Linked DNA regions of Mus musculus: regions 1 and 2 are each linked to region 3. Evidence: chromatin contacts called from public HiChIP or PLAC-seq and promoter capture Hi-C data. All regions are on one chromosome and are shown on one strand. The core of a region is the stretch at or near the end of the contact, and the rest is flanking DNA. Distances in the headings are between cores, read along the strand shown.

Region 1 (2,805 bases), core at 62-2,561, 270 kb after region 3:
AAATTGTCTCTCAACTACTAAAGCGTTGCCAACTCTCCAGTTTTAATTGCCCATGCATATTTCTGCCCCTCCCTTCTGCCTCAACCGAGTCCCTGTTCATCCCTAGGCCTCTAGATTTATTAAATTCCTTTGATTTTTTTTATCTAGATGTGGAGTTAGTGAAATTATTTTTCTTCTCTTTTCTTCATCCAAATATAGATATTTTCTCTGTGACCTTGCTTTGACCCTTTTATTCCCCCCACCCCACCCCCATGCCTTAGCAGCCCCAGGCTTGCAGAGAACACTAGGTCCAAATCCTTAACTATGGCAGGAACCTGTCCTGTGTTCTCTCCTCATTGTTTCAGCTCCAGGACACTGAAGACAGTGTTCACTCCCTTCTCTGGGGCATCTGAAGGAATCCTAACAAATCTCACAATCGACGCCTCTCTTTCCAGTGATGCAGTTGGAAATAAAATATACAGGGAACGCAATTGCTGCCGTTTATCATTTTAACTGTCTCTGCGGGTGATGTCTTAACAACATTCCATACACACTGTTGATTGTGGGACGCAATTCAGTCTTCTGTAACTGAACATCAGAATTCAAGAGTTCAAACCCCACTTCTAGGACTTTGGTCTGAGGCGCAAATCCCTCTAAATGCATTTACTAGGCTAAGATGGAGATTTACTGTACCTTCATTTCCCCACGTCTTAGTTTTCTTAGCTTGAGAGGTGCTTTTCTTCTTCATCCTTCTCTACAATATAGCCCAACCTCAGTTTCCCTTTCTACTCCTCTCCCCCAGTCCTCCGCCCCAGTACCTCCTGTCTCCCCACATCCACTAGTCCTCCATTTCCTTCCAGAAAAGAGCGGGCTTCCCAGTGATAATCAACCAACCTTACATAACAGCCTACAGCAAGCCTCATACTAGGGCTGGACAGAAGGCAACCTCTTGTTTGTGAGTTCTCCTCTGAATCTCACAATTCTCTCCGTCCCAGGCAAATTATCACAACAGTGAACGATTTCCGAACTTCCCCTTTAGCTTTCCCATCGCATCACCACCCGGTCTTTTATTGCACAAACACCAGGTCTAGAAATTGTTTTCCTCTCAGCTCTCCAGCTGCTGCCTGGCCAGGCACTGCGTGAGGCATTCGCGGCTGACACAGGCAGGGCTTCCTGTCCAGAGCAGAAAGGAAGCCGTGCTTTTGGATGAACCCTCATTGTCCAGGGCTGGAACAGCGATCACCCGGCAGTGATAAGGCCCTTCCCAATGCAGCCGCACGAATCTCACTAACCTTGTTAAGGAGAAGAGGAAAGAAGGGGCGTTCCTAAAATGACTGGGAACACCGTTTGCCAGCCCCGCATATCCCAGCAACCAGAAGAAACGAAAACACACCTAGTGGTCAGAGTATTTATCTTGCCAGGGTTTCTACCTCCTTGGTTTGCAAGGGGAGTAGAAAATGACACCCTGCCATCGAGCCATTAATTACAAACAAAAGAAGGAGTGGAGAGACTTAATTTTCAATTGACTATCGGGCTTGATGATGTGTTCTGGGCTGTGTGGTTCTCCTCTCTTATTTCATTGAAACCCATTGTTGAGCAATCTCCACAAGGGCCATGTAGTTGTCTCCTTTTATTTCACTGTTAGGTGCTCACCACCCTTTCTTTTACATTCTTGTTTCCTTCAAGTGGCCTGCTAGATAAAAGGTGCTCTTTTGAAGGTTTGTTAAATAGATGCTGCCTACAGAGAAACTCACATCATTAGTCTGTCGTCCTGCACCCAAAAATATACTTGGTAGAAGCACTTTCTCAATTATCTTAAGATGTATACGTGTTAAATAAAAAAAGTTCCTGCTTTTCAAATGATAATAGCTAAATAGATCAATTTCCTCCACTGTGTGTGTGAGTGTGTGTGTGTGTACATATGCTTTCTAAGTAAAGAGATATAGATCCTCTTCAGCGACAGGGAATGGCAGTGTTTGCCCAAAATAAGTGTATGTAAAGGTGGGAAATTTCACATGCACACATACATAACCTGGTGTAACTAGCTGGCACAGATGCCAGCAAGGTGGATACCTTTAACATCCTCATCTCTTAAATTATCTACACATCATGGTGATTTGAATGAGCAACATCTCCCACAGGTTCATCCATATAAACACTTGGTACCCAGCTGGTGGCGCCATTCAGGAGGTTATGGAACCGTTATGAAGTAGAGCCATGCTAGAAGATGTCACTGAGGGTAGGCTCTGAGAGTTTACAACCTCACCTGAACCAGCTCTAGTTGGCTTTCTCTGCCAACTGGAGTTGAAACCGTGATCCCTCAGATGCAGTTTGGCTGCCAGTTGCCGTGTCTACACTCATTGTATGGACCCCTCTCTCTCCAATCATAAGCCAAAATAGACGGTTTCTTCCTCAAGGAGTTTCTTGCCATGATGTTTTATCAGAGCAACAGAAAGTAACTAAGATACACATGCTAAGAGGAAAAGCATTTTCGGCAGAGTTTTCAGGATGCACTTGAGAACATCTTAAATATGCTTCCTAAGTTTTCCCTCTTATTAGCAGTCATTTTCAAATGAATGTGACCTGAGGAGGTTAAACATGTTCAATCAGAGACATGGTTCACTGGATAAAAGTGTGTAATGCTCTTGCAGAGCACCTGAGTTTGGTCCCATGCACCCACAGTGGGCAGGCAGCCCAATACTGCCTATAATTCCAGCTCCAGGGGACCTAACACACTCTTCTAGTATCCATGTGCACCCATACTCATGTGCACACACACACACACTCACACTACTAAAGATACATTTTTATTAAAAAAAAGTAACA
Region 2 (2,700 bases), core at 72-2,571, 380 kb after region 3:
GCTTTGAGAACATATATAGCATTCTTTATAATCTCATTGCTTTTATCAAGAAAAGAAGAGAATCAAAATACAACTTTATAGAAGACTACAAATACTGAAAGTCACAAAATTCATGGATTCATGGCTTTGCCCCTTATGTGCTGTTAATGCAAGTACAGGGAGATCAGAGGGCAGAGACTGAGACACAAACAAATGTATGACAGAGTTTAGGAATGACAATATTTGTTGAATACCAGGAAAAGTATCATACCATTTAAATCTTTTTTTTAATTAGGTATTCATTTACATTTCCAATGTTATCCCAAAAGTCCCCCACCCGCTACCCCACCCACCCACTCCCACTTCTTGGCCCTGGCATTCCCCTGTACTGGGGCATATAAAGTTTGCACGACCAATGGGCCTCTCTTTCCACTGATGGCCAACTAGGACATCTTCTGATACATATGCAGCTAGAGACACGAGCTCTGCGGGGCACTGGTTAGTTCATATTGTTGTTTCACAGGGTTGCAGATCCCTTTAGCTCCTTGGTTACTTTCTCTACCATTTAAATCTTACAGAACCTCACAAAACATTTAGGAAGCAGGCTATTTCCCTCTGTTCTTTACAGGTGACTGAAATGAAACCCAGAAAGTTTTCAGAATTTGCTCAGTATGAAAATGTCAATACATTCTGGAACTTACCTGGAAGCTTCCTTCCTGAGGGCTAGCTTCATGGTACCCAGAGGGGTTATGAGGGCTGACAAAGGAGAAAAGCAATCGGCGGGCTTCCTCAGCTGTAAATCTAGATGTTACACTGACTACCCTGGCAAGATACTCACGATGGCGCAAGAGTGGTACTTTTATTTGAGGGGTAACCAACCTCAGTCTACTTGGACTTTACACCCACCCCAGAGAGATTTCAGCCTAGTATTGAAAACCAAACAATTATCTACAGCTAAGAGGTCATAGACACTAAAGGAGAACTTAACTACTGCCATGTTCCTAAAGCAGTAGACTAAACACATGCAGTCTAAATACATGTTCTTACACCCATCTATAAGAAGAGTATCTCTCACTCCTCAGCTGAGAAGTGTCTCTTTGCAGTAGATGGAAACTATTATTGGAACCCACATCTGGACAAAATGCATAGAACAGCTGGCTATGGCATACCCAAACTCAATGACACACCTACAACATGGCGGGGGTGGAATTGTAAAAGCCATAGGACCAGATGCCTGCAGCTAGATAGTACCTTCTAGATGTGACAGGGAAGCTGCACGCATGAACTCTCAACAATATGGTCACCAACACAAGACAGGCTGAACAAGAGATCTTCGGACACACGTGAACACTAAGATACGTGTGCTCACATATCTGGGTTTGTCTGGGTTTGTCCAAACACACATAATTTCATCTTTTCTGGGTGCCCAGACTTAGAGAAGGCAGCAGCAATGTCCCTAATGGGAGAGGGAGGTGTAAGGGAGAGAGAGGTCACAGCAGTATACACTATGCCCTGAAGAAGTCTTAATCAAAAACAAAACACAAAAAAACAACACCTAGTTTTCAGAATCACTGTTAGCAACCGAAGCCATGAGACAGATTCCGGCTGGCAATGAGTTAGTCTGCCTATGACAGAAACGATTTTTACATATCTACATGTTGGCCTACGATTCTTAAGCATCACTGACATCCAAGCGAGGATTTCTTATCTTATGCCCCATGATTGGGTAAGAATTTGCAACCTCAATCACGGCAAACAAACACAAATCTCTAAGAGCTTTGTGATCCACACTCTCATTCCTTGTTCTGCAGATGTACCTGCATCCAGACTGAGTTACAATCTGGAATGCAACTCTAAACTTGATACAATAACATTGTCTAGAGAGGACATATCTCTACAAGAATAAATCAACTTTTTTCTGATTTGTTCCTCCTGAGGCTTCTGGGAGTGCCAGCATCCCTCTCAGAAGTTGAATGAAGGATAATTTACCAATTCTATTTTGTAGAGCCCAAACCACCCACCCCTGAGCTGTTTGAGGTCCATTCCAGACTTTTTAAGGCTCAGTGCCAGACTGCCCCAAGTCTTTTGAATTTCAATTCATGAGCCCCATTTGTTCTAATAGTTGCAGCAATTTCTCTTTCCAGTTTATGCCACGTTCAAGAGTCCCTGAAATATATGAGACCCAGAATCCTCTCCACATGTCTTCCCTTCCTTTGCCCTCAGCACAGACTACCCCCAATTGAGCACAGTCTTCTTTTTAACAAAAGAGATGAGTCTTATGTTTGGTCACCCAGGTCTTACAGGCTAGCTTGTGCCCAGTTCTCTGTGCTTGAGAACGCTTGGTGAGGAGTACTAGAGATGATGTTAGATAGCGATACTCAGGATGCCTTCCAGGCTATGTAGGATGGGGTGGAAGAGTAAAGAGGGATGCCTAGCTGTTAGGTCCTTGACAGCTAAGGCAACCTGGCTGGTTAGACAATGAAATCCAGACCCTTGGATTCATGACCACTTCCATTTGTGTGCTTATGTGTAATAGCAATGTAAGAAAATGATGAGAATTGTATTGTTATTAAAGAAATAACAAAACTGAGAACTGTGCAAACAAAGAAAGACCATTGAAGAAGAGTCAAGAAAACTGTGGTCTGGACCCACAGTGTCACCAGCACCACCACATCCAATGATTTTTTGAAGTCATTTTTGTCCTCCGAGTTTCATCTAGAT
Region 3 (2,700 bases), core at 37-2,536:
CCGTGTACATCGTTTTCAGATCATCTCCATGCAGAGGAAATTCATTAGTCAGCTATAATAGTTGAGCTATAAAGGAAAATAACGTTCTGCTGAATCCATTTGCATGGCAATGTGTGTGTGTGTGGCTGGCTGCTGGAAGCGACAGAATAAACCTCCACCCAATGCTACAAAATGCTGACAGTCTTCCTAAAATTCTGTCTATATTCTATCCAGTTACAGCGTTTACAATCTCCTCATAGTCATGGACCGTTTTAACTTGGCCATTAGAGCCTCCTGATTATTTTGCTTAAGAAAGTTGACAATTTTTCATTCTGCCCCAGAGCTGCTTTGAACAGAAGCCTGTGATAAGGGAAAAGCCACTGGACGAGCATTCATGCGTGAGCCCCTAGAACCCCTGCCAACTGCCAAATTAGCAAATGGCTCTTCTAAACATAAAAAGGTAGGAAATGGGAAACCACAGTTTGGAATAAATTCTGCATTGTACTTTCTTTGGTCTTTTAATAATTACACCGCTACTAGCCAGACTACCTGACCTCTGGTTATAATGTATTTCACCTCCACTGAGTCCCAGGAAAAAAAAAAGATAAAGTGGGATAGAAAATGATGGATCACACCCTCCGTGTGTTTGCCAGGAATAAAAAATTCAGACCATCCCAGAAACACCTGCCCTTGAGAAAGACACCCCCACCCCCTCCTCGCGCGCTCCCTCAAGGCAGATAAAGCAAGACTAGGAACAAGGAAATAGCTGGGCTCAAACCTTGCCGGCTGTATCACCCTGGACAGGGTGACCGATCCCTTCTGTAAGGGCTGAGTCAGATCCCAGAGGTGAAACTTGCAGAGCTACAGCAGCCCTGGAGCACCTAATGCTCTTGGCGCCCCTGAGTCACACAGGTGGCCGTCAACAACACTCCTTCTAAAGCGACAAGCTCAATTCTAGTTTGCACCTCCCCGACCCCATACCTTCAGTTTCCTAAGCCCCCGGGCTCGCACCCACCTCGGTGGTCTTGTCCTCCAGAGCAGTAGCCAGTTCCCTTAGTGGAACAAAGAAAGCAGAGGGGCTGGGAGAGGCTGGGTGCCTGATCGACGCGGCTGGAGTTTGTACCTTGGGGTGCCCGGAGCGCGCGGCGCCGAAGTCAGCCGGCTGGGGACCACCCGCGCGCTCCGCCCTTCTCCAGCGAGTCAGCGGTCGCCCAGCATCTGGCTCCGCACAGGGTCACCCGGGCTCGGACGCTGCGGGCGGCGAGGCCGTCCGGGTCACCTGCGGCCCGGGCCGAACCCCGCCGAGCGCCCTCGGACTGCTCCGCCCCTTCCCACACGCGCCCTGCCCGGCCCGTGACTCAGCCGGGCAACAGCGGCGCCCGGGCGCGTCCGGGCTGGAGGCGAAGAGACCCGGGTACCCGCCCCAGCACGTGTCTGTTCGTCCCTGTCGCTCTAGGTTTGTCCCCAACGGTCCCTCCTGGGGCCCGAGATGGGGACTGGCACCACCCTTGGAGGGTTGGGGGGGGGGGGGTTGGCGTCCCCGCCCTTCCCGCAGCCAGTACGCTTAGCCCGGGGGGTCGCACTTCCTCAAGCCCCGCCCCACCCCCCGCCCTCGGCAAGGTGAAACTTTCTAGGTGGAGAAGTTTCCCTCTCCCCAGCTATGCGCTTTCTCTTCCTCCTCCAGTTCTGGAGTCTGAAGCCAGCGCAGAGGGAGATCAGTGGCCCCGAGTCTCCCCCTCCTGGTGCTCCAAAGTCACCCGCGCAAAGCGCACGCACCCCCTGGCGCACCCCGGAGCTGCAGCCTCTCTCACGCCCGAGGTGGCGGCCCCGCACTCACCCGCGTGGACAGAGATCTAGGCGCCACGGAAACAAGGCGCTCATTGTCACAGACAATGTTGGGAGTGCATGGACGGATTGTCCCAATGATTTCATTTTGCAATCATTATCCCCCTAGTATAATTTCTCAGATTTCTGGAAGAACCCCAGGAGTTTAACCCAGGGGAGGCTTCTGGTTAATTTTCACTTTTTTTTCCTCATAGCTGGACACAGGGTAATTAAATAGACAAATGGACACAAGGCGGTTACATAGACAAATAGCAACTAACAAATCCAACACATAAGTTCAAATCTCGAATATTAAAAGAAATTGAAAAGGATTTACTTAGGAAGATTCGTTTATTAGAATCGTTTCTAAAATTTTGCATTTCCCTACAAGGATACAATAAGGTGAAAGGATCTAAGGAATCCATTGCCTTTTAGAATAGGAGTTCTTTCCAATTGTCAGAAGAGCTGATTCGATAATGGACATAGAGGTATGTATAGAAGTAACTTTGAGAGTCATTCAAGCCACAGCCACTATACAGGTGCAGGGGACACGTCTTACACACAGAGCAAAGACAAGGAAGGTCTCATACATTTCTTATAACTGCGCTATGTATGTGTTCAGTACATTACCAGACACTAGACAGAGCTATTTCAGTCCCAAGAGCAGTTTACCTCACCACTCCTCAGTTTGATGGAAAAGGAAAGTTCCTATTACAGTTTTGGAGGCCTGCACGGAATCATTTTGCAGATGAATAAAACAGCCCGTACGAATTCCTAGGAAGCTCACACAGCTGGTATTAAGAAAGCCAGGGTTAGAACCCAGTTCTCAAATCTCCTTCAAGGGTCTATACTATGTCCAGGGGTTCCAGCCAAGCAAACTTGATTCAAGCGGGTCCT

The links. Promoter capture Hi-C pulls out the DNA fragments that hold promoters and counts their contacts. HiChIP or PLAC-seq counts read pairs in DNA pulled down with a chosen protein or histone mark.
Region 1: a contact with region 3 is called in an H3K4me3 HiChIP or PLAC-seq map of bone marrow-derived macrophages, with 3 times the contacts expected there. The contact joins the promoter of D830026I12Rik here to the promoter of Met in region 3. A contact is called at or near these places in 1 of 39 promoter capture datasets (the 3T3-L1 cell line), 1 of 15 datasets of contacts at CTCF or cohesin (the NIH/3T3 cell line) and 2 of 115 datasets of contacts at active chromatin or transcription factors (bone marrow-derived dendritic cells and bone marrow-derived macrophages).
Region 2: a promoter capture Hi-C map of 3T3-L1-derived adipocytes shows a contact between it and region 3, with 3 times the contacts expected there. The contact joins the enhancer-like site here to the promoter of Met in region 3. A contact is called at or near these places in 9 of 39 promoter capture datasets (the 3T3-L1 cell line, 3T3-L1-derived adipocytes, cranial neural crest and 6 more), 1 of 15 datasets of contacts at CTCF or cohesin (the NIH/3T3 cell line), 6 of 484 Hi-C or Micro-C datasets (the AML12 cell line, the CH12 cell line, LSK cells and 3 more), 4 of 115 datasets of contacts at active chromatin or transcription factors (bone marrow-derived macrophages, embryonic stem cells, forebrain and 1 more) and 1 of 9 other capture datasets (embryonic stem cells).

The regions. Positions count from the first base shown.
Region 1 is chr6:17,196,257-17,199,061 of GRCm38.p6, reverse strand. D830026I12Rik (RIKEN cDNA D830026I12 gene) reads right to left here and starts at 1,311. Exons shown (of 3, transcript NR_102305.1): 1 at 1,272-1,311. Gm52892 (a long non-coding RNA gene) reads left to right here. Exons shown (of 2, transcript XR_003956407.1): 2 at 1-146.
Region 2 is chr6:17,083,267-17,085,966 of GRCm38.p6, reverse strand. All of the region lies in intron 1 of Tes (testis derived transcript), which reads right to left. The region is part of intron 2 of Gm4876 (predicted gene 4876); the gene reads left to right. Among named protein-coding and RNA genes, the nearest start is that of Gm15473, 19 kb to the right of the region's middle. Within about 2 kb of position 1,321, at least 4 of the 459 cell types and tissues checked have an H3K27ac peak or open chromatin away from gene starts, as enhancers often do.
Region 3 is chr6:17,462,543-17,465,242 of GRCm38.p6, reverse strand. Met (met proto-oncogene) reads right to left here and starts at 1,286. Exons shown (of 22, transcript NM_008591.2): 1 at 995-1,286.